4 separate regions of the Mus musculus genome follow, and regions 1, 2 and 3 are each linked to region 4. The links are chromatin contacts, called in public Hi-C, Micro-C and promoter capture Hi-C maps. All regions are on one chromosome and are shown on one strand. The core of a region is the stretch at or near the end of the contact, and the rest is flanking DNA. Distances in the headings are between cores, read along the strand shown. Region 1 holds the start of Wdr6 (WD repeat domain 6). Region 2 holds the start of Mon1a (MON1 homolog A, secretory traffciking associated). Region 3 holds the start of Mst1r (macrophage stimulating 1 receptor (c-met-related tyrosine kinase)). Region 4 holds the start of Bsn (bassoon).

The links. A called contact is a pair of places that touch in the nucleus more often than the background predicts. Capture Hi-C pulls out chosen DNA fragments and counts their contacts.
Region 1: a Hi-C map of embryonic stem cells shows a contact between it and region 4, with 2.7 times the contacts expected there. The contact joins the promoter of Wdr6 here to the promoter of Bsn in region 4. A contact is called at or near these places in 2 of 484 Hi-C or Micro-C datasets (B cells and embryonic stem cells) and 3 of 115 datasets of contacts at active chromatin or transcription factors (effector CD8 T cells, memory CD8 T cells and pancreatic cancer cells).
Region 2: a promoter capture Hi-C map of liver shows a contact between it and region 4, with 2.2 times the contacts expected there. The contact joins the promoter of Mon1a here to the promoter of Bsn in region 4. A contact is called at or near these places in 4 of 39 promoter capture datasets (cranial neural crest, hematopoietic stem and progenitor cells, liver and 1 more), 9 of 484 Hi-C or Micro-C datasets (B cells, embryonic stem cells, peritoneal macrophages and 2 more), 2 of 115 datasets of contacts at active chromatin or transcription factors (bone marrow-derived macrophages and embryonic stem cells) and 1 of 9 other capture datasets (liver).
Region 3: a contact with region 4 is called in a Micro-C map of embryonic stem cells, with 2.4 times the contacts expected there. The contact joins the promoter of Mst1r here to the promoter of Bsn in region 4. A contact is called at or near these places in 10 of 39 promoter capture datasets (cranial neural crest, embryonic stem cells, fetal liver and 6 more), 4 of 15 datasets of contacts at CTCF or cohesin (the NIH/3T3 cell line, embryonic stem cells and large pre-B cells), 49 of 484 Hi-C or Micro-C datasets (B cells, the Ba/F3 cell line, the C2C12 cell line and 23 more), 8 of 115 datasets of contacts at active chromatin or transcription factors (embryonic limb bud, embryonic stem cells, large pre-B cells and 1 more) and 3 of 9 other capture datasets (adipose tissue, embryonic stem cells and liver).

The regions. Positions count from the first base shown.
Region 1 is chr9:108,574,944-108,581,767 of GRCm38.p6, reverse strand. Wdr6 (WD repeat domain 6) reads left to right here and starts at 3,055. Exons shown (of 6, transcript NM_031392.3): 1 at 3,055-3,274; 2 at 5,186-6,824. The coding sequence starts at 3,175. It overlaps P4htm (prolyl 4-hydroxylase, transmembrane (endoplasmic reticulum)), which reads left to right. Exons shown (of 9, transcript NM_028944.4): 6 at 864-1,049; 7 at 1,662-1,752; 8 at 1,929-2,052; 9 at 2,460-2,906. The coding sequence ends at 2,680.
Region 2 is chr9:107,884,292-107,891,295 of GRCm38.p6, reverse strand. It overlaps Mon1a (MON1 homolog A, secretory traffciking associated), which reads right to left and starts at 3,167. Exons shown (of 6, transcript NM_028369.3): 1 at 2,894-3,167.
Region 3 is chr9:107,905,267-107,912,318 of GRCm38.p6, reverse strand. Mst1r (macrophage stimulating 1 receptor (c-met-related tyrosine kinase)) reads right to left here and starts at 5,430. Exons shown (of 19, transcript NM_009074.2): 1 at 3,939-5,430; 2 at 611-799; 3 at 397-525; 4 at 71-241. The coding sequence starts at 5,174. It also overlaps the pseudogene Gm23856.
Region 4 is chr9:108,186,649-108,193,646 of GRCm38.p6, reverse strand. Bsn (bassoon) reads left to right here and starts at 3,264. Exons shown (of 12, transcript NM_007567.2): 1 at 3,264-3,603. The coding sequence starts at 3,389.

The DNA.
Region 1 (6,824 bases), core at 1,806-4,305, 390 kb before region 4:
GATGGGGAACTCTGAAGAACAGGCAGCTATTGAATGCACATTAGCCTGACTGTGGGCAAACAAACTGTCTTAGAAATAAATCAAGCCTGGCATGGTGCCACATGCCTTTAATCCCAGCACTCAGGAGGCAGAGGCAAGTGGATGTCTATGAGTTCGAGGCCAGCCTGGTCTACAAAGCAAGTCCAGGACAGCCAGAGCTACAGAGAGAAAACCTGTCTTGAAAAAAAAAAAAAAACAATCAAATATTTATTTTCTGTTAATTAGGAAAATGAGAACTTATTTCTGATCAGAGAATCCCTGTCCCTTGAACAGATAGCGTCATAAGCCAGGCTAAGACCGCATGCCCGTCATCCTGCAGTCCGTAGCTAAGGCCTGGACTTGGGAGTGAAACTGTCTCAGAAACCCTGGAAAGATGAGGAAAGGACGTGGCTTGGTTGGTCAAGAGCTTGCCTAGCCTGTGATCACACACTGCAGAAAACCAGGCCTTGCTGCGCACAGCCCCAATCCCAGAACTTGGGAGGCAGAGACGGAAGCATCAGGAGTTTAAGATTGGCCTAGGCTACAGAGTTCCAGGCCGACACGGGGCTGCATCAGATCCTATCTAAATAATAACAGAAAGAAAACAAAAAATAAAAACAGAGGCTGGCGTGCTAGGATCAAATCTAAGACCTTGTACATGTTAGGCAAGCCCATGACGATTAAATCATTACATGACAGCCTTCCTGCTCTTAGAAATCAAGTCCAGCGTGGCTCGTGGGACTTCCAGGGGAGGTGAGCAGGGGTGAAGCTTGTGGCTGGCCCAGGATGCACCTTGGTCAGCTCCTTCAGGTGGCCATCCTGCTGAAATACCTGCTGCCTACCAGGGTCCTGCGCCTCACTCGCCTCTCCCCGGAGATTGTGGAGTTCAGTGAGCCACTACAGGTTGTACGATATGGTGAGGGAGGTCACTACCATGCCCATGTGGACAGCGGACCCGTGTACCCAGAGACCATCTGCTCCCATACCAAGCTGGTAGCCAATGAATCTGTACCGTTTGAGACCTCCTGTCGGCAAGTACCTCCCATGGGGGGGGGGGGGTAGGGAGGTGGGGCTTCAGTTCCCAGACTGGGTACCTTGAGGACATGTATTACCTGCTATTGGACCAAGGATACACTGGGCCATTTGGTCAGCCATACCCCTACCTTTCCCCCAAGTCTCTTCTTCACTCTTTATGGAGTAACTGGAAAGTGGTAGCTCCTGGCCACTGTATCTATTCAAATGAAAACAGATCTAGATATCTACAGATACTGGAAATTGGCCCTGTAAGCACTGGTCTTGACTCCATTGTTGGAGGTCCCTGCCTCAGTTTCTACAGTTGTACCCTCCTGCCTGCACAAAGTTAGGTTTTCTTGTGGCTTTCTGGCTCAGTCCTCCCAGTTGCAAGGAGACTTTACATGATATTCCTGCTTCTATCAGCTTACTTTCCCCAGCCAGATCTTTGGTTTAAGGTCACAAACTTACCTAAGTGCACCTGCGATCTTGGCCACACAAGGAGAGTGACTCTGTGGGGAAGAGGGCTGGAGATGTCTTAGCTATCCTAGCCTGACCCTGTGGGCCCTGGGTATCCTGCCCACAAGTGGGAATGTTGGGGATCTACTCAGCAGCCTCCCCCTGCCTTACAGCTACATGACAGTGCTGTTTTATTTGAACAATGTCACCGGTGGGGGTGAGACCGTCTTCCCTGTGGCAGACAACAGGACCTATGATGAAATGGTAAGGGCCAGTGAGCTGTTATTACTCTTGGGCTGGTAGGGCCTTGGGCAAGTGTGTACACACCCTTCCAGAGCTGGGACGAGGGCACATCTGCCTGTTTTCCCTCCAGCCAACCTTGGCTGCCTGGTCCTGCAATGGCAGGCAGTCCACAAACAGCCTCACCTTGTTGCCTACAGAGTCTGATTCAGGATGATGTCGATCTCCGGGACACTCGAAGGCACTGTGACAAGGGCAACCTTCGTGTCAAGCCCCAGCAAGGAACTGCAGTCTTTTGGTACAACTACCTTCCTGATGGGCAAGGTGAGGGCTTTACTCATGGCCAGGTCTTGGGCTTCTCTGAGGGAACTCATCTCTCCCTCCTGCTCTCCTGGAGGACTGTTCCTGTCTTCCATAGCCAGGGATTTCAAAGCACAGTAGCACTAGTACAGTATCTTCGGTTATCTCCGCCCACCGTCCTTGCGCACCAGCCTTCCTGCTGTCTGGGGCAGGGAAACTTCTCTCCACAACCCAGGCTGGGAAGAGCTATAGCCAAGCTCAGAAGCAAGGAAGCTTGGTTAATTTTAAGGGCCAGTATGTTGACCATGCCTTAGTGGGTGAGACGCCAAGTCCTTCCATGGGGATTAGATGTGTGCACAGCTCAGGCTGAGCCAATCTAGGGTTTTCCCCTCCCTAACTTGTCCTTTGTTCATGTCACCTTCTTACCCCAGGCTGGGTGGGTGAAGTGGACGACTACTCGTTGCATGGGGGCTGCCTGGTCACCCGCGGCACCAAGTGGATCGCTAACAACTGGATCAATGTGGACCCTAGCCGGGCACGGCAAGCCTTGTTCCAGCAGGAGATGGCTCGTCTGGCTCGGGAAGGTGGCATGGACTCACAACCCGAGTGGGCCTTGGACCGAGCCTACAGTGATGCCCGTGTGGAGCTCTGACGCAAGGCCCTGATGCGAATCACCCGCTGCCCAACGTCAAAGACCCTGCAGGTCCTCTGTCCTACTGCAGACTGAAGTTCTGGCCGACCTCTTGCCCTAGCCCTCCCTGCCTGCAGCCGCGATCAAAGGCGCAGTTCCTACATTCACGTTATTTATTGGTGTACAGCCTCCATGCTGCTCCGTTAAATAAAACTACAGGGCTTCCAGCCAGGGGCCGGCGAGCTAAGCGCCCGCTTGGGGGAGGGGAGGCCCACCGCCCCTCCCGGCTAGTCTCATGTGTGTGTGTGTGGGGGGGTGACTCTGATCCGGCCAATCAGGAGCGGGATCGCGTGGGGGACAGGGTCGTCATTGGACGTCCGCAGCCCAGCGCCAGGGCTTTGCTACCTGTAGCTAAGGGCTTCGGAGCTCTGCAGCGCGGCTCTCCAGACGGCTGGTTCTCGCGAGAACGCAGCTCTCTTCTTGTCCGTGGCAGCCACAGCAGCTCCAGGAACGTCATGGACGCTTTCGGGGACTATGTCTGGCCGCGGGCGACTTCCGAGCTCATACTCCTCCCGGTTACGGGTCTGGAGTGTGTTGGGGACAGGCTGCTGGCGGGTGAGGCTTGGTCGGCTCTAGTCGTGCTAGCGGGCGAAGAACTAGCCTCTCCCTGGGTGGTCGCACCGGACAAAGGGATGCCCTGGGGAGGAGGATGGGCAGCGGGCTGGGGACTGGCGAGGGGTGGGAGTGGGGGGAATAAGGCAGGTTCGGAGGTGGCGGGAAACACAGGCCGGCGGAGGAGGGCGGGGCTCGAGAGACAGTGGCAGCTCTTCATAAATTGCAGCCAGCTTGGAAAGGGTGGACAGAGACGCTTGAAGGTGTGGGGGACGCAGTCGTTCCATGTTGGGGGAGGGACGTTGCACCCTCAGGTGAACGCAAATGATCAAAACCCCTGGAGAGGAAGAAAAAAAAAAAAAGGGCAGCCTCAGGGGGTGTGGCGGGAGTGTGGCTTCTGGAGAGGGTTGAAGCTCCGCCCCCAAAGATGAGGGGGCCAAAAAATTGCTTTCTGAGTAGAGCAGTATCCAGAGAGGCTGGGGCTTAGGTTCCTCTGGAGAACCAACTGGGGGGTCTGAGCCAACTGGGTTAGTAATCACATGTCTCAGTGTCTGGTGGTAAAGGTCTGAGATGGCTCTGAGGTGCCAAGTGTCCTGGAAGCAGTAGGGCCTGATGCGAAGCCATCCTTTGGTGATGGTGGTGTTGGGTTTTACAAGGACCCTTGGCACTGACAATTAGGCCTTGGGTCAGCCATTATTAGCCTCAGCAGGGCTGCGTGTTTGTCTTGTGGTGAGGGTATATTCTAGAGTTGATGTGTGTGTGTGCGTGTGCGTGCGTGTGTGTGCAAGTGCAAACATTGGGTTGCTCCAGTGAGCTAAACTCTCTGGAGGTGGGACCGGCAAACTTCAGGAAATGAAATCCGTAGAATTTTGAAGAAAGAGACATTAAGAGAGGAGTAAGGTAATGAGGAATCCTGACGAGTCCGAGGAGGAGGAGATCGTGGGAAACAAACGGCTGCAAGATGACCAAAAGGGAGCTGAGAGTCCCATTCTAGAAAACGTCTGTGGGTTCTATACACATGTATGGGGGTGTAAGAGATTCCCCGGGAAGTATGTGGATTTGTATAGAGGGAGGCCCTGGACAAGCCCCTCTTGAGCACAAGTTAGGAATGTTCCTAACTCAGAAGACGCTAGCTTTGATTCTGCTGTGTTAAATGCTGTCCAGGTTCTTAATACCTGCACCTCATCTCTCCTCCCAAGCCTTGTTGCTTTTAAGTCTCAGTCGCATACAAAGGACGATCTCACAGCTGTCCAGGGGTGGGGCCAGAATGCAAGCCTCACCCCTGCCTGCCAAAGTGTGGGCAGCTTCAGCACGCATGCACACACACAAACACACACACACACACACACACACACACACACACAAAACCACATACCTACCCACCCCATCGCCTCTGTTGAGCCTCAGGGATTAGACTGATGAAGGATGCTGATGGCTAAAGGGTGCAAAGGTCGACACAGCCTTTTCCCTAAGGGAGGGAGAATCTGGAAAATGCATGCAGAGGCAGGTGGAGCTGAGAGTTTGGGCTAGAGCAGAGCAAGGGCTTTCCATCTGAAGTGTAAGGATGGTGTGCACCAGAGGAAATCCTAGTGACTGTCATTAAGGGTGATGGATAGCCAGGCATGACAGCATACTGCCACAGTCCCAGCAGATTCGAGGTTGAGGCAAGAGGATCTTGAATTCAAGGCCAACCTGGGCTCTCTGAGAGAACCTTACCACAAAAACGAGTGACTGACAGGAGTGTGCCTTTGCAGTTGAGGTCCGGCTGAAGTGGAGGCACGGGTTTGGTAGGATGCTGTGTCCTGGTATATTCTGAGTCTGTATGCTAAGGAGTGGCCTGCTCCACTCATGCGTCCTAGGATCAGGTGCGTGCGTGCGTGTGTGGTGCTGATGTGGCTCTTTACCTCTGTCTAGGCGAGGGGCCTGATTTACTGGTGTACAACTTGGACCTTGGTGGGCATCTCCGAATGGTGAAGAGAGTCCAGAACCTGCTTGGTCACTTTCTCATCCATGGGTTCCGAGTGCGACCAGAGCCTAAAGGAGACCTGGACTCTGAGGCCATGATAGCTGTGTTTGGGAGCAAGGGCCTCAAAGTTGTGAAAGTCAGCTGGGGTCAAAGCCATCTTCGGGAGCTCTGGCGCTCTGGCCTGTGGAACATGTCCGACTGGATCTGGGATGTCCGCTGGATCGAGGGTAACGTAGCCGTGGCCTTGGGCCACAACTCGGTGGTACTGTATGACCCAGTGATAGGGTGCATGCTGCAGGACGTCCCCTGCACAGACAGGTGTACCCTGTCCTCAGCCTGCCTGGTTGGTGACACCTGGAAGGAACTGACCATCGTGGCTGGCGCGGTTTCCAATGAGCTCCTGATCTGGTACCCAGCCACTGCTTTAACAGACAACAAACCCGTGGCCCCTGACCGGCGGGTTAGTGGCCATGTGGGTGTCATCTTTAGCATGTCATACCTGGAAAGCAAGGGCCTGCTGGCAACTGCTTCAGAAGACCGAAGTGTTCGTCTCTGGAAGGTGGGGGACCTCCGGGTGCCTGGGGGTCGGGTTCAGAATATTGGCCACTGCTTTGGGCACAGTGCCCGAGTGTGGCAGGTGAAGCTCTTAGAGAACTATCTCATCAGTGCAGGAGAAGACTGTGTCTGCTTGGTGTGGAGCCACGAAGGCGAGATCCTTCAAGCCTTTCGGGGCCACCGGGGCCGAGGTATCCGGGCCATAGCCACTCACGAGAGGCAGGCCTGGGTGGTCACTGGGGGAGACGACTCAGGCATTCGACTCTGGCACCTGGCAGGCCGAGGGTACCCAGGCTTGGGCGTCTCATCCCTGTCCTTCAAATCTCCTAGCCGGCCAGGTGCCCTCAAGGCTGTGACTCTGGCTGGTTCCTGGCGAGTCCTGGCAGTGACTGATGTGGGGTCCCTGTACCTCTACGACCTTGAGGTCAAGTCCTGGGAGCAGCTGCTGGAGGACAATCGCTTTCGGTCTTACTGCCTGCTAGAGGCAGCTCCTGGGCCCGAGGGCTTTGGACTCTGTGCCTTGGCCAACGGGGAGGGTCTTGTTAAGGTGGTTCCCATCAACACCCCCACCGCTGCCGTCGAGCAGAAACTGTTCCAGGGGAAGGTGCACAGCCTGAGCTGGGCCCTTCGTGGTTACGAGGAGCTGCTTTTGTTAGCATCGGGCCCTGGTGGGGTGATAGCTTGTTTGGAGATCTCAGCTGCACCCACTGGCAAGGCTATCTTTGTCAAGGAACGTTGCCGGTACCTCCTTCCCCCAAGCAAGCAACGATGGCACACATGTAGTGCTTTCCTGCCCCCGGGTGACTTCCTCGTCTGTGGGGACCGCCGTGGCTCTGTGATGCTATTCCCTGTCAGACCATGTCTATTCAAAAAGCCTGGGGCCGGAAGCAAGGCTATTACTGCAGCTGAGGCACCTGGAGCTGGTAGTGGGAGCGGTGGGTCTGAGAGTGTCCCAACAGGAATAGGCCCCGTCTCTACACTCCATTCTCTGCATGGGAAACAGGGTGTGACCTCAGTTACCTGCCATGGTGG
Region 2 (7,004 bases), core at 1,918-4,417, 300 kb after region 4:
TGGGTTTTTGATACCTAGCACCCTGGTTAGGCAGCTCACAGATGCCTAGAACTCCAGCTCCAGTGGACCCAGTGCCCTCTTCTGGCCACTGCAGGCACTGCACACACATATGCCACTTCCTCCTCCAACATTCACACATAATCAAAATAAATAAAATTAAAATCTTAAAAATAAGTAAATAATAGTGGGAGGGAGACAATAAGAGGTTCCTGATATTTTGACCAACTTTCCCAGAATAACTCATCAAAGTTGTAAATGTCTATATCCAATAGTTGACTATTACTTTTTTATTTTGTTTTGTTTTGAGACATGGTTTCTCTGTGTAGCTCTGGCTGTCATGGCACTCACTATGTAGACCAAGTTATCTTTAAACTCAAGAGAGTCACTTGTCTCTGCCTCCTGAGTGCTGGGATCAAAGGGGAATGCCTCCACCACCACCCAGCACACCGGGTTCAATAGTTGACCATTTCTTATCTCTTCCCTGATTACCTGGTGGGTCTAAGCCGCTATTATCCCCCTAGCAAATAATTGTCACAACCTCCTAACCAGTAGTAATGTGTCCCAGCAGGTCGGCCTTTGTAATCGAGGTGAGCCTCTGAAAGGTAGGTCGGGTCAGGCCCTTCCTCTGCTCACTACTACTACCTCACTTAGCAAGAAAGTCACTTCCCCCAACGGCACACCAGGCCCCTCAGTTGATCCCTTCTCCTTCATTTCTCGGAGCTTATTTTCTACCCTTTCTTCCTGCCCCCTTTCTACATCAGCCCAGCGTAGCCGGAACTCTTCACTTGACCTTTGCCCTCAGTCTACCTACACCCTAAGTCTCTTCCTAGGCTAGCACAGTGACTCACTCCCTCACTTCATGCTGCTGTCGGAATACCTTATCAGCAGTATATCTGCTCACCAGGGCTTTTCTTTCCCTAGATTGAAGGTCACTCTGTGGCCTGCTACATTAGACATGTGCAGGAGGAATTAAATCGGCATTTAACACATCTTTGGAGGATAAAGAAAAGAAAAGGTGTGTGAAGAACACCCAGTTCAAGTGTACCTGGGGTCAGGCAAGAAAACTCTTGCCTGTGGAGACAGCTTGTCCTTGGAAGTAGTCAGGAAAAGCAGCTCTGCAGTTGGAGGAACTGGTTTTACTGGTCCGTTTTCTTACTTATAAAATGGTACCGAATGGCTGCAAACAGCCAGGAATGATGTATGGGGTGGGAAGATTAAATGAGATAATACATGTGGCCTGGCTATACAGAGTAAGCATACCCTATACTCAGCTGAAGCTATTAGCACATTGTGGTTATTCTTAGCACTCAGACTGCATTTACACACAGGTCCAGTGGTCTCTGTCCTGCCAATCAATCCTTTAGAAGATTTCTCAGTCAGCCAGGGCCTGAGGAATGACCTGATCAAACATACTTCTGACCTCAGGAAGCATGAGCTCTAGTTTGAGGGACCCCTCCTTCTGACCCCCTCTCCCCTGCCCCAGGACATCAGGTCAAAGAGCCACGGGCCTCAGCCTCCCCGGTATCAAGCAAGCTGTTCTTACCTTCTCTGCAGTTGCAGAGCCAGGTTGCCAGTTCTCAGCTGCTTCTAGCTATCTCTCCCAAATTTATCTACCTCCTAGGTCTGCACAATGCCCTCTCTGTGGCTTTGTACTTCTGCCTTCAAACTCCAAACAAGTTCTACACCAGCTATGCCGTCCTGACAACATGCTCCTTCAGGACACTTTTTGTGCTTCTGAGGGTTAAATAAATCCAGTGTTCCTGAGTGTCCCCAGCATAGGACCTGCACAGGGAACGGAGCAGGGCCAGCTGTCTAGAGCTAGCCGGTGCTTTTTTTTTTTTTTTTTTCCACAAAAGTTCTCCTTCTATGTGAGATCATATAGCATTTTTATCCTCTCCAAGGTCAGTCTGGGGTTCCAACCAGAAGGCCTGGTGAAGCGAACCGTTTTCTGGATACCCACACACTCAGGCAAGAAGGCTGAGTGGAGCAGATAAAGCCCACCTCCCACCTCCAATAGACTTTGATTTCTGCAGCAAGTGCTCCTGGAAAAGCTGGTCCTGAGCCGTTATGCAAGGGAGGTGTCTGAGAACAGCTCCAGTGGTCTCTACAGGAACACTTTTTAGGCAGTTCCTCTAAGTGCTCCCAGGGCATGCAACTTTTCCTAGAAGCCTCTAGCAGAGCCTATGAACAAAATCACCAAGAACAAAAACAAACAAACAAACAAAAAGCTGATGCTGTCCCTCCTTCCAATGCGCCTCCCTCCTTCAGATTGCTCCTGAGAGAGGAGGGTCTTGCAAAAGCCCCTCCTTACTAGCTTCAAACAACCTTGATCTTTTTTCCTGTTCTAACAGCGCTTCAAATTTGATCTTGACCCCTTTGGTCCACTTGGGAGGACGACTCAGAAAGTCTGACAGTCAGGGCTCAATTGGGACTGTGATGTGGCTGCTTCAGCAGGATGCCTCCAGGATCTACAATGAGCCTAGTTCCTTGTCACCTCTAGAGGCCACTCCCCTTCCTGACAAAGGCTGCTCACAGTTCCCAAGCAAACTCTACCTAGAAAGGGTTGGCTCACCCTTTCAGACCTGCCTGCCTCGCTCCACCATCCTCCTTTTAAAGAGAACTCTGTGGGCCGAATATGTCCGAATTGGGGGTTGGTGTCTGCTGCCTATGGGACATTGCTCTCCCGGCCAAAGGATGAGTTCTCGCCTCATCTTTCTTAGTGCCTAGCTGGGACCAGCCGGCTAAAGGACCCCAAAGAGCCGCAGTACCCCTATCGGGGCAGTAGATGGCCGGGACACCCCCCCCCCCTAGTTTTCAAGCCCCTCCCTCTAAAGATGACAGCTTGCCCGCCTCTCGCCGCCCCCAGGCCACGTGGGTTAGCAGTCGAACTCACCTGTTTCTTGGGGAAACACAGGACCTACCGAGGGTACCAGTCACTGCCCTCTGCCAGACCCCTGGGGAGATATAAGTGTCCAGCAGTGCCTGGCCTCAGAGTGCAACTTCGCGGGGCTACCGCCCCTGGAGGATACAGACATGGCCACAGCGGAGGAACCGATCTCTCCTGCCGACCCTTAACCGGCCACCGGCGCAGGAAGACAGCTTTCACCGGCCTCTGGTGGCGGAGGCCCGGTTCCAGCCTCTTGGCCAGCCCCAGCCCGCCCCTGTGTGCATTGTGGGAAATGTAGTCCGTAACTCTCCGCAGCCTTAAAGCTGCGGGAGCGGTTCCGGGCTCCCGAGCCTGGCGATGCCAGAGGCGGGGTCTGACCTAGGACCCGGGTTGCCTCACCTGGCACCGCCTTCTTCCGTGTCTTAGAGGCGGGTCCTCTACCCTTCCCCCCAAACACCCACTAGATGTTTACTTTAAGGGACCAGAACGAACGTCAGTATTTCCCCACCGATCATGGAAAGATGATAAGTTTAGGGAGCTGGATAAATGCCACTAGTGAGCACAACCACATAGACTGTACAAGACGCGGACGTGTTGAAAAGACTCAAAAATTGTTGCTTAAAAAGACCTTAAGTCTGGTCACAGTATATTATTTTAAGGCAATAGAAAGCACAATTCTCAACAATTCACATAAACTGACCCGGGGAGCTTTTAAAAAAACATTAATGCCTGGACACTATCCTATAGATTTTTACTTAATGGGATGAATGTGAGGTACGAGGCATCGGAGTTGTTTGAAAAAGCTCCTGGGTGATTTCTAAGGGCAAGGAACCACTGCTTATAATTTCCTAGACACAAAGTAATAAAAACAGGAAAACAAGTTTTCCCAGCAGCCCTTATTTCTGGTGAATAGTTTGAAGAAGCAAAATTAGGGAATGGCTAGTATTACTTATATTTTATCTGAAGCAATTTGCTTACTTTTCAAGCTTCATGGTTAGTCATCCCAATAGTTCTGAGATAAAGGACAAAGTCAAAAACCTCTGACTTTTCCTTGCAGTTTGACAGGCTCCCTAAGGAGGTCGGAGAAGTTGGGGATCTCTCTCTTCTCTCTCTTCTCTTCTCTCTCTCTCTCTCTCTCTCTCTCTCTCTCTCTCTCTCTCTCCCTCCCTCCCTCCCTCTCTCCCATGCGAATTTGAAATCTGGCTCCATAATACTGGCATATGTGTGCTCTCTCTCTCTCTTTCTCTCTCTCTCTCCCTCCCTCCCTCTCTCCCATGCAAATTTGAAATCTGGCTCCATAATACTGGCATATGTGTGACTGACATGATGACAACCTGTGACCTTTTCCTGGAGATAGTTTCCACAGGGTTACCAGACCCTTAAATGCTGGGTAAGGGAAGCGTCCCATGTGAGAGGGAGTTCGTTCCTTTGCAGTGGAGACTGAGAAGGGGAGTGGAACTTCTCCAAGTCTCCATAGGTCTTTCAGGATTTCCTCTCTTTGCTTGCTCTGGCTTCCAGGTTCCTACCTTGAAGCAAATATAATTTATACAAGTTTTCCCTATATACTTCATTTCATATTATTTCACTATACGAGTCTAAAGTAAGAATTTTTGAGCAGGGCGGTGATGGCTCACCCCTTTAATCCCAGCACTTGGGAGGCAGAGGCAGGCAGATTTCTGAGTTCGAGGTCTTCTTTTGTGTGCATATGTATGTTCTGTGTTCATGTATGTGCAAATATGTATGGGAATATGTGCAGGGGTGTGTGTGCACATCTTACGTTGGGTGTTGTTCTAATCAGCTTCAGTTCTCAACTTGACACAGTGTCTGTGGGGAATTGTTTCAGTTGTTAATTGATGCAGGAGTGCCCAGCTCATTGCAATTAGTGTTATTCCCTGGGCAGGTGGTCCTGGGCTACTCAGCTTGAGTGAGCCAGCAAGCAACATGGGTTCCTTCCTGGTTTCTGCTTCAAAAGTTCCTGTGCTGAGTTTCCTTAAGGATCAACTGTGGCCTGTGAGCTGAAATCAGTCCTCTCCTCCCCTCAGTTGCCTTTGGTCAGAATGTTCTAGCACAGCAGCAGAAGGAAACTAAAACTTCCTTGACATTGTCCCACTTTTAGGTCTCATGGAGCCTGGAGTTCACTGGTTGACTAGACTGCCTTGGCCAGCAAGCTCCAGAGATCCACCTGTCTCTGTAGCCCCAACACTGAGGTTAGAGATTCCCACCTCTGTGTTTGGCATCTCCCTAGGTACTGCTCATGCTTGTATAACAAGCACTTAGCCGGGCGTGGTGGTGCATGCCTTTAATCCTAGCACTTGGGAGGCAGAGGCAGGCGGACTTCTGAGTTCGAGGCCAGCCTGGTCTACAGAGTGAGTTCCAGGACAGCCAGGGCTACACAGAGAAACCCTGTCTCGAAAAACCTAAAAAAACAAAAACAAAAACAAAACAAAAAAACAAGCACTTTACCCATGAGCACTCTACAGATTAAGCAGTTCTTTCCCCCAGTCCTCATTCTTGCTCCCAAGAACAAAATCCCCATCAGACATGACAGAGTCTTTATTTACTGGGATAAGCTGGTGAGCATGCATCTCTAAGGTGTGTGCTTAGGCACTATAGAAGCAAGCCACTATAGCTACATCTGTTTGTTTGAGGACAGGTTTCCTGTAGCCAATGTTGGCCTGCACTCCTTTTCCTCCTGTTTCTACCTCCAAAAGTGTTGATTACAGGTGTACCACTGCAATAGGTGGGATTTTTTTTCCTTCTGTACACAAGCAGGTGGGTGTCTGTCAGTCCCAGGCTAGCCTTTTTACAAAGGGAGTTCCAGGCCAATCAGAGCTGTAGAATGAAGTCTTTTCTCAAAAAGAAAAAAGGCAAAAAAAAAAAAAAAAAAAAGAGGGCATTAGATTGCAATAGTTTACCTTAAAATATACCAATAACATCACTCTGTATAGTACAGGCCAAGGAGAACCATCTCTTTTGGAGACCTGTTGTCAGTAGGTTACTCAGTCTGCCCTTGAACTCACTTGTAGCCAGGGCAGGCATTGAATTTTCAGGCTTCCTGCCTCACCCACGAATCTCACCTTAAGTCATCATAAAGTTCAGAATTGATAGGGTTGGAGAGCACACCTATAAGTGCAGTATGCAGAAGGCAAGGAGGGCGTGAGTGCCAGGCCTATGTAGGATTCTCACGGAGACTCTGAACAAAAAAGAAAAAGAGCAAATCAAAGTCAGCATTTTAGCCAGGCAGTGGTAACGCACGCCTTTAATTCCAGCACTCGGGAGGCAGAGGCAGGTGGATCAGTGAGTTCCAGGACAGTCAGGGCTATACAGAGAAACCCTGTCTCAAAAAACAAACAAACAAACAAACAACCCCCCCAAAAGAAGTTGGTCTTTATAAGGTGACCGATCATTAACTTGCACGTCTTAATTATTTTTTGTTATGTAAAAGCAAAGTGTGTTTTATTCTGCAGAAGTCCAGAGTGCTGGGGACTCCCACTCCCAATAAAAAAAAACTGTTATTTTTATTTTATTATTTTTTTCAAGACAGGGTTTCTCTGTGTAGCCCTGGCAGTCCTGGAACTCACTTTGTAGACCAGGCTGCCTCGAAATCCATCTGCCTCTGCCTCCCAAGTGCTGGGATTAAAGGCGTGCACCACCACTGCCTGGCTAAAACTGTTATTTTTTTTAACAGTTTAAAATAAGTTAGTAGCTTTTATAAGATTAGGATTTGCAGCATTATCTCTGTTAAGTTTGAACCTTAAAAAAAATAACACTTTCTGAACTGAAACTTTTTTAGTATCAAAATAAAGCTTTAAATCATATTATACAGTCCTCGAGGAGCTGGGCAACTTTACTCTCCTGGTCCTTTTATAGTGCATCATAGCGCATGCCTTCTTTTCCATTCCTTTTCACTCACAGTCACAGAATATCTCTGCCTTTACTTTGGATTGACCTAGACACACTTCTGCCCCAGGGGTTCAGGGACAGCCCACATTAATTTGGCCAGGCTTTGCCCTCTGCTTCACACTCTTTGTCCGAAGTCTGAACTTATACACTACATAGATGATTTTCTTCTCTGTTCCATCCCTACAAATTAGCCAAGCTGACATCTCTACTCCCC
Region 3 (7,052 bases), core at 4,181-6,680, 280 kb after region 4:
TGCTTGTCCCTCCCCAACCCCCATCCCCGCTTGCCCCATGGTTACTGTACCCTGCTGGGGTAAGCTGTACCTCACTGATCTCAGGCGGACAGTGGTCCTGTTGCCAGGAGCCAGGACACTCCTTCTGCCGGTCACACCGGTCCCCACACCAGCCACATCCCATGAAGCGCTGTGCTCTCAGGCAACGCCAACAGGTGAGAAAATGACGACAGCCAGGGCCCTGGATGGGCACCTTGAAGACCTTAGGGTGACAAACGGGTAGGTCAGGGATGGCTAAAGGTGAGAACTGTTGGTCCTCCTGGTTCCTTTGTAGATTGGAGAGGTAAGGTCTTCCTACCAATGCCTCTCTGGGCTCCCATTACCCTGAACCCTAAGTTCTGACCCCGCACACCTCACCTGGTCCCCAGAGGCAAAGAGTAGGTCATTCCCGAGGCGGCTGACATCCCGATGAACAGGCTGTCCACTGCTGCCCAGGGAGAAGTTGGACACATACAGCAGGTAGTTGAGTGACCTGGCTATCTCCACCTGTGACAGGTCAGCTATGAGAAAAAAGTAGCAGGGGCAGGGGACAGGAATGCGGGACCAGATGGCTGTGGGGTAAAGGATATACCTGTAGGACACGCCCATCCACAGTGCCCATGTGGGCCACTGTAACATTGCCAAGACGTGTCACATGCAGTGCGGTGACCTTCACTGATCCTAACAGTCCATTGAAGAGGTCCACACGGGTGAAGCTAGCGTGGACCATCAAAGGGAAGTAGTGGCAACGGGAGCTGGGGCCGGAGGCCTCTCCACCAGGCTGGGGCAAAGGCAAAGGCAAGGAGGAGAGTCGGGGTCAGGCCTGGGCATTGACTCTTGGGGGCTTTTGTTAGTCTATCAGCAATCCCAAACTGTGACCCCCACCGTGCTTGACTAGAGGAGGCCTAGAGCCTACCCCTCGTATGCTACCACCATGCCAGGAGGCTCCTGGAGACAGCAAGGGCAGGGAAGAAAGGAGGCCCAGTCTAGAAAGCCAGATCCCTACTTCATGCCTTGCCTTGCTCTGTCCAGTCTGGTGACCCGTTATTTAATCTCCTAGACCCAACCCACCCACACATCCATTCATTTATCCAAGGCCTCACGAACCCTTCAGGATCCAGGGTACTCTCCCAGCTCCTGCTGCCTCTGTGCGTACATCTTAGCCAATGTCCCTCTTGAATTTCAGTTTCCCTACTTGTGTAGAGGACTGAATCCTGAGGTTAGGTGGCTTCCCAAAGTTGGCAACATGGTTCCTTTCCCTGGGACTCCATAAGTCCTACAATTACCTACACCTCCCTCAGGTACAAAAATTAAAAAAAAAAAAAAATACAAGGCCCTCTAACCTTGAGCGGGCCGGCGGGCTAAGCCTCAGATGTTTGCAGGACACAAACCTCTCCCTGGCTTTTAGGCAGGAGTGTTGGGGGCTGTAAGTTCTTAGGACAGAACCATGAATGGTCCTAGGACAGCAGGAAGCCAATGTGGAGCTGGGTTAGAGGAGCAAGAAGGGTCAGGAGAGGCCTAGGTTTTCAGAACCTCCTTCAGGTTGCACAGATTTAACCCATTCCTGGGCCTCAGTGATAAGCAGAAGCTGGGATGGGGAGGGTCAAGAGGAAGCAGTGTTGGGTCTAGACACCCCACCCAATCTGGGTCTATATCCTGCTTGGGTGTGGACTGGAACCTTGTCCTAACTTGAGAAGGAAAGGAGCCTGGCCCTAGCCGGAAGCTTGCCAACTGTTTTCTCCGTGACTCAGGCACAGGTGGGGCTGTGTCGTTAAGGAGGTAGTGGCTCAGGTAAGCACACGCTGCTGCTTGCTTGCCCCGACACCCTGGAGTCTTCAATCTGGGTCCTAGGATTGACAAAGGTGCCTATCCCTGAAAACACTCGCCTTCAGTGTCCCCTTCCTAATACATGCTCCACACGCAATCTGAATCCACGTATCCAGGCACTAGTCTTTAGGATCAACCATTGAGTACACACAGAGGCTGGTACTAACACGGTGTCATACTTGAACTCATTGGATAAACACTGATTTACATATCTTCGGAGACCTGGCACACCCCCATGCCTAGAGCGGATAGGCAGGGCCTAAGATTAGTTCTCCCGGTGCCTGGCACGATGCAGTCCTGATCTACTCGGCACTAGTTAAGACGGGAGAGGTTCTGACTTCCTGTCTAGGTTCAGACCAAACATTCTTGCTCATAGGACTTCTCAACCTAAATATACTCAATATACTCAGCTGAGGGACCCAGGCTAAAGATGACCCCCCCACACACACACACACCAAGGCTGGGGGTGTTCCCCAGCAGGAGAACATTTATATGTTCAAGGCCATGAGTTTAATCTCTCAAAATGAAAACCAAAAAAAAAAAAAAAAAATAAGCACCAGGCCTGGTGGTGCATGCCTGTAATACCAGCATTTGAGAGATGGAAGCAGGGAAATATTGAATTCAAGGCCAACCTGAACTACACAATGTTCTCAAGGCTAGCTTTGGCTATATAGCAAATCCTGTCTCAAAAACCAACAAACAACAACAACAACAAAAGGCTGACAATATAACCTGTGGTAGAGGCTTAGTGTGTGTGAGCTCCTGGGTTTGGTCATCAGGTTCTAAAGAAAAATGACTTTTGACTGCAACACAGGCTGTAAATTTCACACCTCCACTAACAGAAGCTAGAAACAAGCGAGTCAAGACCACGGCCCAAGAACACCCCCCACCCCCTGAGGGTGAAGCACGACGATTACAAGTTTAAGAATGGATTGGGCTTAGAGAATGAGTCCAAGGCCAGACTGGGCAACTTTAGTGAGACTGTTTCAAAATTAAAATTATCAAGGGAGAGGAGAGGGGCTGGGGATATGCCTCGGTGGTGGTAGAGCATTTGACTAGCAGGTGGGAGGCCCCAGATTCAACCCCCAGTTCCTAGTATGGCCATAGGGGTGTTGGGAGTAGGAGGCAAACAAAAAATTGTCATAGCAGAGCAAGGGCACTGGGTGGCCAGAGCCTCCAAGAATGTGACTGTGAGCCGGATTGATGGCTCATCCAATGCTCCATTCAATGTCTCCCACTAACCTCTCAAAAGTCCTAGCCCCTCAGTAGCGTTTTAAAGACATTCTTTTTCCTGTTCCTTCTTTTCTTCCCTGATGTGCTATAATACCAGCTGTGAGACCTCCTACCTGGGGCAGGGCCTTGGCTACAGGGACAAAACGTCCAGGGTGGACCAATCGAAACCGTCCCCTCCCACGCCTTTATTCATCCTTCCTCAATTGCTTATCGTTGCTTGCACAAGACTGGGGTGAGGCTTCCCAGAACTTTCTAGAGCGGAGCTAAAACTGCCTTTCCACTATGTCCCAGATTTTTCCCATAACGACAGTGTGGAGAATGGGTTGGTAAATCACAGATCATACAGGCTCTCCAAAAAAACTCCCAGACTTCCAGGGTTCCCTGGAACCTCACGGAGTGGGGGGTGGGGCGGGGAGGAGTTCTCTGGCAGCCCTGCCAACCACCCCTCTTTGAAAAGCAGAGCAAAACAGTGCCTTCAAAGGAAAGTAGAACTGGTCGGCAAGCCGCTGCGGACCGTTGTGAGGCTCTGCCCTCTGAGTGTTTGCCTCTGTCTGTATTTTTCTCGGTGTCCCTGAGGGTCTAGGAACTGGACAGGTTGGAGGGGAATTTGGAAGTTGTGCTGGCAGGGTTAACTATGACGTAAGCCCCTCCTCACACAACCCTGGAAGCTATCTTAAAGAATCAGATGGCAGGAAGGATGACAGCCTCGTGCTGGGTGACCTTCCGGGACATGGCTGATGATTTGTGTGTCTTAGCCCACTGCCTTTTCCCACCCAGGCCCTTTCAGAGATAGCAAGGAAATAGCCCGTATTCAGCTCCACAGGGTACTCACAGGTCAGGGGCCCGCTCTTTCTGCTCACCGGATTAGGACAAAAACTGGGCGTCTGGAAGAAGTCAAGGCCTCTCGACAACAGGGAAGAAGAATTTGAAGAGTGACAGCAATATTCGACACCCTCTTCAATCAGGATGTTCAGGTGGTAAATGGGGAAGGCACATACAACAGAGTTGGGACCCATGCCAGAGCCACCATCCTTGACGGTCACAAAGACCCCAAAAAGCACTTCCTGGCCCTCTGAAATGCTCAGTTCCACAGCCAGTTTGGCATCCACTGGAGCAGAGTGGGCTGCCTGAAGCACTGGGTAGGGCTGTGTGCCCTCCGGGGCTCCACGGCGCCGGCGTTTAGGTGCAAAATGACAGTCCAAGACCAGCTCCCGGTAGTCACCAATCTCTGGCTCTACAGCATTGAGCCGGACCAGACGTGTATGCAAGGCACTGGGAGGGCTTGTGACACTGATGGGCTGGACAGTCAGAAAGTAGACAAAATCCCCCGAGTGGAAGCTGTACACATATTTGATGAGGTAGGAGGCCAAATATTTGGGCAGCACCGACAGCGACGGAAAACCTGGTTGGAATCCAGAAGTATCAGACTTTAGACGACGGATGGACACCGAGCGGGGGCTAAAGCTAGCGGCCAACTCTGGGTCTAGCGAAGATGCCACATAGAAGTAGGAAGCATGCCCCTGCTCCACCACAGTCACACGAGTGCCCAGGGGGCTAGCCACACAGTCCGTGCAGGCCTCAGGCTTGTTATTGTTTGCTGAGAATAGGCAGGCTGGAGCTGCTAAGTGCAGGGCTTTCCCCCGAGGCTCCAGCTCATGCAGGAAGCAGCGGCCCTGTAGGGTTGAGCCACAGCTGACCAGGGCTGGCAAACCTGGCTCCATCACTAGCACCAGTGTGTCTGTGTCCTTTGGTGGTCCATGAGGGCCTGGACCACAGCTCGCACAAGTCTGGCAGCCAGGGTTCCCGATAGGGCCAGTGGTCAGGTTCTCTATGAACTGCAGGTCAGGCCCAAGCACGTGCAGGTGATTGCGTGTGGCCACAAACACCGCACTATTTGTACTGTCCTCGTAGGCTGCGGTGGCCTGTACCCGGCCCCCCGCGGAGAAGCTGGGGACCACGTACTTGACACTGAAGTCTCGGGAGGCTGCGTAGGGTATTCGTGGGCACTGCCAGTTCAGGTTGGTGGACGCCGCCGACAGCCGCAAAAGAAGCATTAGCAGAAGAGAGGATTGAAGCAGCGGCAGAGGCAGCCCCATTGAGCTGGGGCCCCTTGGGAATCCCAGAAGGTCCAGGACTTGATCGAACCAGACTCAGGGTCCGAGCTGAGACCAGCTTTACGCAGCGGTACTGAAAGCTCCTGGGCAGCTGCCCCCCTGCCCTGGTCCCTGGCAAACCCAACCTTTCTCTCTGGCTTGTGGTCTGAGCACCTGGCTGTGGACCCACGGACACGGCAATGGCACGATCACCTCACCAGGGGCCCCAGCTGCTGCTTCTAGCTGCCGCTGCTACAGCTACTTGGATCAAAGTCGAAGGGAGGTGGGCCCCAGTGGGTGCGGCAGGGCTGGGGGCGGGGCTACGGGCGGAGCCCTGTCGAAGGCCCTGCTTTCTTTCCAGCTCTGTCTGACTCTTTCCAGCTGTGAGAAGGCTGTTGTTGTGACCTGGGAAGGAGTATTCCTGAACCATCCTATATCCCCACAACCCATCTGGTTGAGGTTAGAACGCTGCAGGACAATCTGGCTCCTCTCTCCTCATGGCCCTCTTTCATAGGAACACTGTCAGGCACTAGTTCACCATGTGGGGAACGGAGACGGAGACCAGGAATGCACTGGACAGAGTAATGCGGGGGTGGGGGCGCTGCAGAAAGGGATACATGGAACAGACCTTGTGTGGTCAGAGATCATCTTTCCATGTGCCTATTCAGAGAAGTGTCAGAGAAAGGTATGTTGTGCCCTGTCCTGTGTGCCAAGACCCATAAAGATTAATGGAGTCTGACCCGCCCTGGGTGGTAATACTTAGAGGAGGTAACTTCTGTGAAGACCTAGCCCTCTGGCTCGGATCCTGTCACTGTGGCCTCAGCATGAGAAGGCATATATGGGACAGAAGGGAAGAGTGACGGTAGAAAATGCCTCTCCTCCGGTGCCCTGGTACAGGAGAGGTGTGGTCTTTGAATTCCGGGGCACCTCTGATCCGCTCCTTGCTTTGTGGACCCAGTGTCTCTGAAACACGAATGTAGCTGTAGTTGGTTGGAATCCAGAGTCCTCTTTCCAGGATGGGTGAAGCCCATTCTGCTTTGCCACCTCTCTTTCCCGGGACTCAGCCGCTGTCTCTTGGTAAGACGCTTTCTCAATACCTCAGGGTAATGGAGCAGGAAGAGGTATTCTTAGCCAGGCAGCTGCCTTAGCTCCGTGAACCTGGGCTCTTGAGGGCTCCTCACAGGGTGGTCATAGGCAGTTTTGAGTCCCTAGGCAGCAGAGAATAAGAGAGCTGGGGAGGGAGGAACCCACCCTGGGGAATTCTACCTTTTCTACTCCACGCCCAGGACAAACTTCACTGCCTGCTTCTCCTTTCTAACATGGCCTTAGCTAGTGCTCCATCCCTTCATCCTTTCATAGTCGAGATGGTATTATCCTAGGATGCCTTTTTTGTTTTGTTTTGTTTTGTTACATAGAAACAGGGTTTCTCTGGGCAAAATAGGTTTTTCCTGGCTGTCTTGGAGTTCACTCTGTAGACCAGACTGCCCTCAAACTCAGAGATCCACCTGCTTCAGCCTTTCAGCCTTCCAAGTACTAGGACTAAGTATTGGGCATGTGTGCTACCATGCTGCTGTTGCTGCTGCTTCTCCTTCTCTTTCTCCTTCAGATTTATTTATTTATTTCATGTATGTGAGTACACTGTTGCTGTCATCAGACACACCAGAAGAGGGCATCAGATCCCCATTACAGAGGGTTGTCAGCCACCATGTGGTTGCTGGGAATTGAACTCAGGACCTATGGAAGATCAGTCAGTGTTCTTAACCACTGAGCCATCTCTCCAGCCCCAGCTTTTTTTTTTAATAGCATTAATTAAAATCATCAAAAAATATGGAACCCTTCACAGATCTGCGAGTCACCCTTGCACAAGGGACATGCTAATCT
Region 4 (6,998 bases), core at 2,015-4,514:
ATACTTCCAGGTCCTCCTGGGTCCACTGTGCATGCCCTTTTTCACCATGGTAGCAAAGACCCTAGAGGTCTATTTGCAGCCAAGAATCTACCCTGAGGAGAACAGCTCCCCAATCTTACTGGCTGGATAGGGCTAATTACTCCCCCAGGAACTAGGGACATGTTGACTTGAATCTGTGGAAAGCCACAACTTCTGTGATTTCTACAGAAACAAACCAAACAAACAAATAAACAAACAAAAGCTGTGTTTTCCGCCTTCTAGCTGGTCCAACCCACGTGTTGTAGAAGACCATCCTCTGAGCACAATAGCGATGACCATCTTCAACAGAAACAGGTGTGACTGTTCACCAGAGCCCCTCAAGATCGTGCCTGTTGACATTCCTTCACGGTAGCAAGGGCCAGGACCCTCACCTGAGATCCCAGGCAATCCCTTTTGCACCCCCTCGTCTGCTGTTTGCAATTCTGTTCTAATTGTGTGTGGCTTGTGGTCTTGGGAGGTGTGTAAATGTATAGAGGATGGAAGGTTATCTGTAGATGGGGACAAGGGAGACTCCATCTATGCGTTTGTGGGAAAGTTGTCATTCATGTTGGGTGTGACACTTTCCAGTGAGATGGGTGCTTTGGAGTCATGCATGCTCTGTAGGTGAGTCCAATAACCTCATTGGTTTGCCAGCTTGGATCTTGGTGGAATTACTTTGTCTGGTTTTAGTGCCCTATCAGGAATGCATTTTATCTCCCCAGGTAGAGGTCCCAAGATGTCCCACTAGCTGGTGTTTGTGAAGCTAAAACAGTCTAGTATGGGACAGTCTGACCAGCCATGTTGCCTATGTGTCACAAATCCCCAAGAGAGCAAATGGCAGCATTATCTGTGTGTGCTGGACTCTCATTCTTGTGTGTCACCCCCCACCAGTGACTTCACCCTCAGAGCCTCCTTATTACAAGCCCTGTTACTATCCTAACTTTGCACATGAGGAACTAGGGGCTTGGTGATTCCAAGGTCCCACTGGGAGTAGCCGATCTGAGATACTGACTCACATGGTGCCTGTTCATAAATAGTCACCAGAAACGAAACAAAAACTCTCTTCAGCACAGCAAGGGCACCACAGGGAAGGCTCTCCTCCCTCAGTTCCAGACAGGCTCAGGAGTTTAACCAGAAGCATAGCAGACATGTAAGAAAACAACAGGAAGTTGGGAGACTCTGAATTCCTTCTCATTTTTACCTGCCCCATTACAGAGTTTGGGGAAAAGCAGCTTTGGATGTTTGGTGGAAGAGCTGAAGTCCATTTCCTGTACAGACAGCTCTGGTCTGTCCATGTTCACCTGGACCATCCCAAGTCAGGTTGGAACTCTTTTGTTTTTGTTGTTCAAGGCAGGGTTTCTCTGTGTAGCCTTGGCTGCCATGGAACCCACTCCGTAGACCAGGCTGGCCTTGAACTCAGAGATCTACCTGCCTCTGCCTCCCAAGTAATGGGATTAAAGACAAAAGCCACCACTACCACAACATGAGAGGTTAGAACTTCTGATATTTAATACATTCTTCAGTATTAAGAGAATGATATAGATTTCTGAAATGCAGTCAAGTTACTTAAGCCCTCCTACATAGCCATGATTTAGAGCCACAGATGGTTTAGAATATAGTCTGGGTTTTACAGTCATTCTTTCTCAGGAGAACATCTGAGGCCCTTATAAGGAGACAGGGGCTTTGCTGCCTGTCCCTACCAGGCCAGCCTCCCACTTAGGCTACTCAAAGGAAGGTCCTTTCTAACAGTTCCCTTGGACAGAAAGTGACACTGGCCCCACGTAGTACCAGACACTACTATGTTGCTTTGGTTGTCTTGCCTTTCTTTCCTCCCTTCAAATGAGGACGAGAAAGTTTACTAAGGTCTCAGGCTAATGAGGGAAATTTACAACCCTCTGGACAGTCCCCGAGGGCCACAGCAGAAGGCCACCAATAACTTCTCTTCTCTGGCCCCAATTTCACCTGACTCTGTACACCCTCTCTCCCTTGGGTGCTTCCCGAGACTCTGGGTCTATGGGACTCAGCCTCAGTATGAATCCCAGACGATGCTCACTACTATTTGGTTTTCCCCACAGCAATATCCAGCCCCTGACGGTCTGGCCCCAACATCTCAATCACTTTACACCTCTGAACAGACTCCCATTCATCTGCATCCTGCAAGTCTCTCACAGAGCCTGTTCTATGCTTTACCTACCAGGACAGCCTCCTGCTATATCTCACAATAGCTTGCCCCAGAACATGCTATATAGATAAGCCTGAAGTCTCACAGAGATCTGCCTGCCTCTGCTCCCACGCGCTCGGAAGAAAGGTGTGTACCACGATGTATGGTCCTTATGGATAGAAAGTGCCAGATTTCAGGCCGTGGACAGCGCTATGCCACCTTGTGGCATTTTCCCCTGCCTTTTCTTTTTGTCTATTTCTCTTTTTCCTTTCCCTCTCTCCCTCTTTCTTCTCTCTCCCTTTTTAAAAATCATGTCATTTGTTTGTTTGTTTGTTTGTTTGTTTAAGGCAGCATTTCTCAGTGTAGTTTGGTTCTCCTGGAACTTTCTCTCAGAGCGGGATGGCCTCGAACTCAGAGATCCTCCTGCTTCTGCCTCTCAAATCCTGGGATTAAAGGCGTGTGCCATTAAGTCCGGCTGCAATAAAAGTTCTTAACTGCTAATTCATCTCTCTAGACTATACTTTAACGGAAGACATTTTTATTTGTGTATGTGTATAGCTGACGGAATGGGAGGATGTGGAGAGCAGAAGACAACGTGGAAGTCGGTTCTTTCCTTTCACCATGTGGGCTCCTAACTCACAGCATCAAACTTGGAGCAAGCATCTTTACCTATTGGTCCCTTTTGCTGGCCCGGTTTTTTTTCTTTTAAAATGGTTTGGTGTAGGCTGGCCTCGAACTCACTACGTAACTAAGGATGACCTTGATTTTCCTGCCTCAATCTCCTATTGACTGGCATTACAGACGTAGGCCACCACTCAAGGCTCTTAGTCGCTTCTAAGGTCTAGTGAACCTCCAAAGTGGTCCAGCAGATTGCAGCCAGCCACCCGAGGCCGCCGGCCTTCATTCAACACCCGCCGGCCGCGTTGGCTGCGGAGGGCGCATGCGCGGGTTCCGGAGGCCTTTTCCCGGCGACCCCGAGGCTGGTGCGTGGACACGAGTCTTCGCGGGCTGGCGTGAGCGCGCGCGGGGAGGGGGGGGGGCGTGTGCAGGGCAGGAGCGCGCGCGACGCGCATGCGCAGCAGCAGGCGGCTGTGCGAGCCGAGCTGGGAGATGGCGGCAGCTGCGGTGGAGCGGAGAGTGTGAGCGCCGCCCGGGAGCCGCCGGCCCGGGCGCAGTGCGACCCCGACCCCGCCCGCCCGCCTGCCCACCATGGGCAACGAGGCCAGCCTGGAGGGCGGCGCGGGCGAAGGGCCGCTGCCGCCCGGAGGCTCTGGTCTGGGTCCGGGCCCCGGAGCAGGGAAGCCGCCTTCAGCACTAGCTGGCGGCGGACAGCTCCCCGTGGCTGGCGCTGCGCGAGCGGCGGGACCCCCGACCCCTGGTCTCGGTCCGGTCCCCGGCCCTGGCCCCGGCCCCGGCCCGGGCAGGTAAGAGCGCGCGTCTGGGCTCCTGGGGGGCAGGGAGCTGTGGTCCGAATCTGGGGCCGGGGCCTGGAATCCCACGATCTAGTGGACAGCAGGTTCGGGTCTGCCTGCACTGCGAATCCTGCCAGATTGGCGTGAGCTGGGTGGTCAAGGTGGGCAACCCTAGGTTCTCCAGCCGCCCCGCCTTGACAGGACAGGATGGTGAGTACAGGGTTAGTCAGGGCCTGCAGACCGTGACTTCGTCACAATCCCCCAATTCTCTTCCCCATAGCGCAGGGGCCCAACAGCTCAGGAGGGGCTTATGTAACCTTAGTCTGGTCCCTCTGCACAGGGGAGCAATGGGATGGAAGACATCCTCCCTGTCTGCCAGCGTCTGCATATGTCCATTGTGTTGGGTCGAGAAAGAGCACAATGGGAGTGGCTGTCAGGGAAGATAAGTGTCACTGCTAGGAATAGGGAAAGATGGGAATAGTTGAGCCATGAACTTGGTCCTTTGCTTTCCTCAAGCATTTCGTGCCTGTCACTGTCTCTGAGGAAAGGAAAATTGCCCACCGGATACTATCAGGCCCTATAATACTCGCGGTCATGTGCTTTCGTCAAGGGTTTGTGAACACTTTCAGGTGAGGCAGAAAACGCTATTGAATTACCTCCCACCAGATATGAACTCATGGCTTAATGATTTAGCTCAACACCTCCGGCCAGTGGGAAAGCCAAAATCCACATAGACTGGTTTAAACCAAATAGATCTGGCCAAATATTTTTGAGCCCAGCTTGTTTCAGGGTTTGCCAAACCCAGATTCTGCAAAAACAAGTGGCATGGAAGGCGGAGGATGTGAATGTTGGCCTGTGTCAGCCGACTCAAGACTACCAAGAGATGACAGGGTAAAACGGAAGGCGTTATTTTTACACCAGTTGGGCCTGGGGAGTATCGTCCCCCTTGGGGGGAGGTGTTTCTATCTCCATTCAAAGCTGCCAATATCTATGTTGCTTTGCCTTTTCTGGTACACAGAAACTCCAAGGAAGAATAATGTTTGCTTTTTCAGACACCCAACTGTGCCTCCTGTGTTGATTTCTTCAGGAGTCTTTTCTTAGATAACTCACAGTGATGCAGAGATGTCAGTAGCCTGAAGCCATCTCAAACAGGCCAGCCCATGAATGTAGCTTTTAGAGGAGGAACTGGCCCGTTTTACATTTGCTTTGACAGTAATGCAGTTGAGTACCACGCAGCTCTTAGCCCTGGACACACTGCCCATCTCGCTGTGTGATGAGATGCTTGTTTTGGGTTTTAGCCTGAGAAACAGGCTCGCCAAGCTTCAGCTCTCTCCCTTCAAGGAAAAGCTACAGCTGAATGGAAAACCACCTTGTTGTTATATGGAGAATTTACCATCTCCCTTCCGGATAACCAGACTGGCTGCTCTACTAGTTGTTTATCCGACATTGCAGAGGCAAGCATATGGAATTTTGGAAAGACCTGGCGGATTAGAGGGACAGGACAGAGGCTGCTGCTGTATACTGCTCATACGGCTCAGTGTTCCATTTGTGCTCTACCTATAAGTCCTGCTTCAGGGAAAACCTAGCCACTGCCATCATGCAGAAACCATGGGCTATTGCTGGATTTTGCAGTCACAACACATTTTGCCAGCTGTGGGTAGGGCTCACACACTGGCCTGTGTGTGTGTTCCTGAGGTCCTTCAGTTTTGAGGCTCAGGGGCTGAGCTGATTTGTCAGTAACACTGAAGACTGAGGACCCTTGAGGTCCTCTTCTAGCTCCTAGTCAGTTTATCACTGCACCTCAGCTAAGCAGTCAGCCACTTCTGTCTGTCTGTCTCTGCCTCAGAGTCGGGATGGCTTCTAGGTCCTTTCACCAGTGCATCTCAGGTACCTGATACCAAATTTAGCATGTTCTGTTCTGAGATGCTGATGAACAGATTGGCCCATTGATGGAGAAAAAGCCCCATGGCATGAGCCCCAGGCATTCAGCAAAGAGCATTGCACAGGGATATATTTGTTTCCAACAAGGCCTTGAATTTTATAGCAGCCAGAAACCTTATAGTATAGGGGAAGGGGCCAAAAGAAGGTGTGATGAATTTTCTAACCCCATAGGGGAAGAGAAGTGAGGTTCTTAGGGAGTGGAATCCTGCTTCTCTCCGATTGCCACAGCACCTCCTGTCACCTCAAGCTGAGTTCGTTCTTTTCATCCTCCTGCTGAGCTGACTCGGGCTCTGTGAGGGGGCGGCTTCAGCGTTCAAGGCTGAAGAGCCTGACTTGAATTCAGTAAGCATAGGTGCTGCCACACCCATAGTGATGCTGTCTCTGGGCCTCCAGGGACGATGGCAGAGCCTTGGGCACTGCATAGCTTCACAAGGAAGGATTTTCTGTGTCTGGTCTCAGGTTCACCTCATATAGTTCTATCAGCTCTGCTTTTCCTAAGGAGACAGATTGGAAGGAAGCTGATCTCTGTCTCAGACTCTGCTTTCTAAGCTAAGTGACTTGGTAGGGGCTGCATCCTGTCAGAGGAAGGAACAAGCTTCATTCATTCATTCATTCACTCATTCACTCACTCACTCACTCACTCAGTCATTTATAGTGATGTATCAATGTGCAGCAAGGGCATAGATGATGCAATTTTACCTGTGCATGTATCCATGACATACCACCAGGTTAAGGCCAGACCTTGTAAGAACCTGAGAAAGTAAGGAGCTGGGAGGTAGTACTGTGGCAGAGTGCTTAGTCAGCACCTATAAGGCCCTGAGTTCAAGTCCCAGTACCACCACAAAACAGAACAAAAACCTGCTCATTGAGTACTGGAGAGATGGTTCAACAGTTAAGAGCACTGACTACTCTTTTAGAGGACCTGGAGTCAATCCCTGACATCCACATGTTGGGTGGCAGCCATCCATAACCTTCAGTTCCAGGGGATCTGACACTTGCTTCTGGCCTCTATGGACACCAGGCATACATATAATGCATAGACATACATGCAAAACACTCATACACATAAAAATACAACTTAAAAATCCTTACACGAAGCAGGGAGGGAGAGATGGTTCCGTGGTGAAGAGAGCTTGCTACACAATCATGAGGACCTGAGCTTCAAATAACTGGGCATCTCATGAAAACCTGCATCCCCCAGTGCTGAGCAGGCAGGATGAGAGGATCAGTGAGACTTGCTGGCTTCCAGCCGCTCTGAGAAGAGAGCCCCAGCTTCAAAGGGGGCGAGTGGAGAATGTTGAAGAGGACCCTCGAGACCTTCCTTTGGCATCTCCCTGTATGGACACAGGTGAACACACCCCCTCCCCCAACTGTGTACGTAGATTTAGGCACATTCACACACACAAATAAATTTTAAGCAACTGCTTTAAAATTGCACAAAGGGCCCACATAAATCCGTGGCAGCC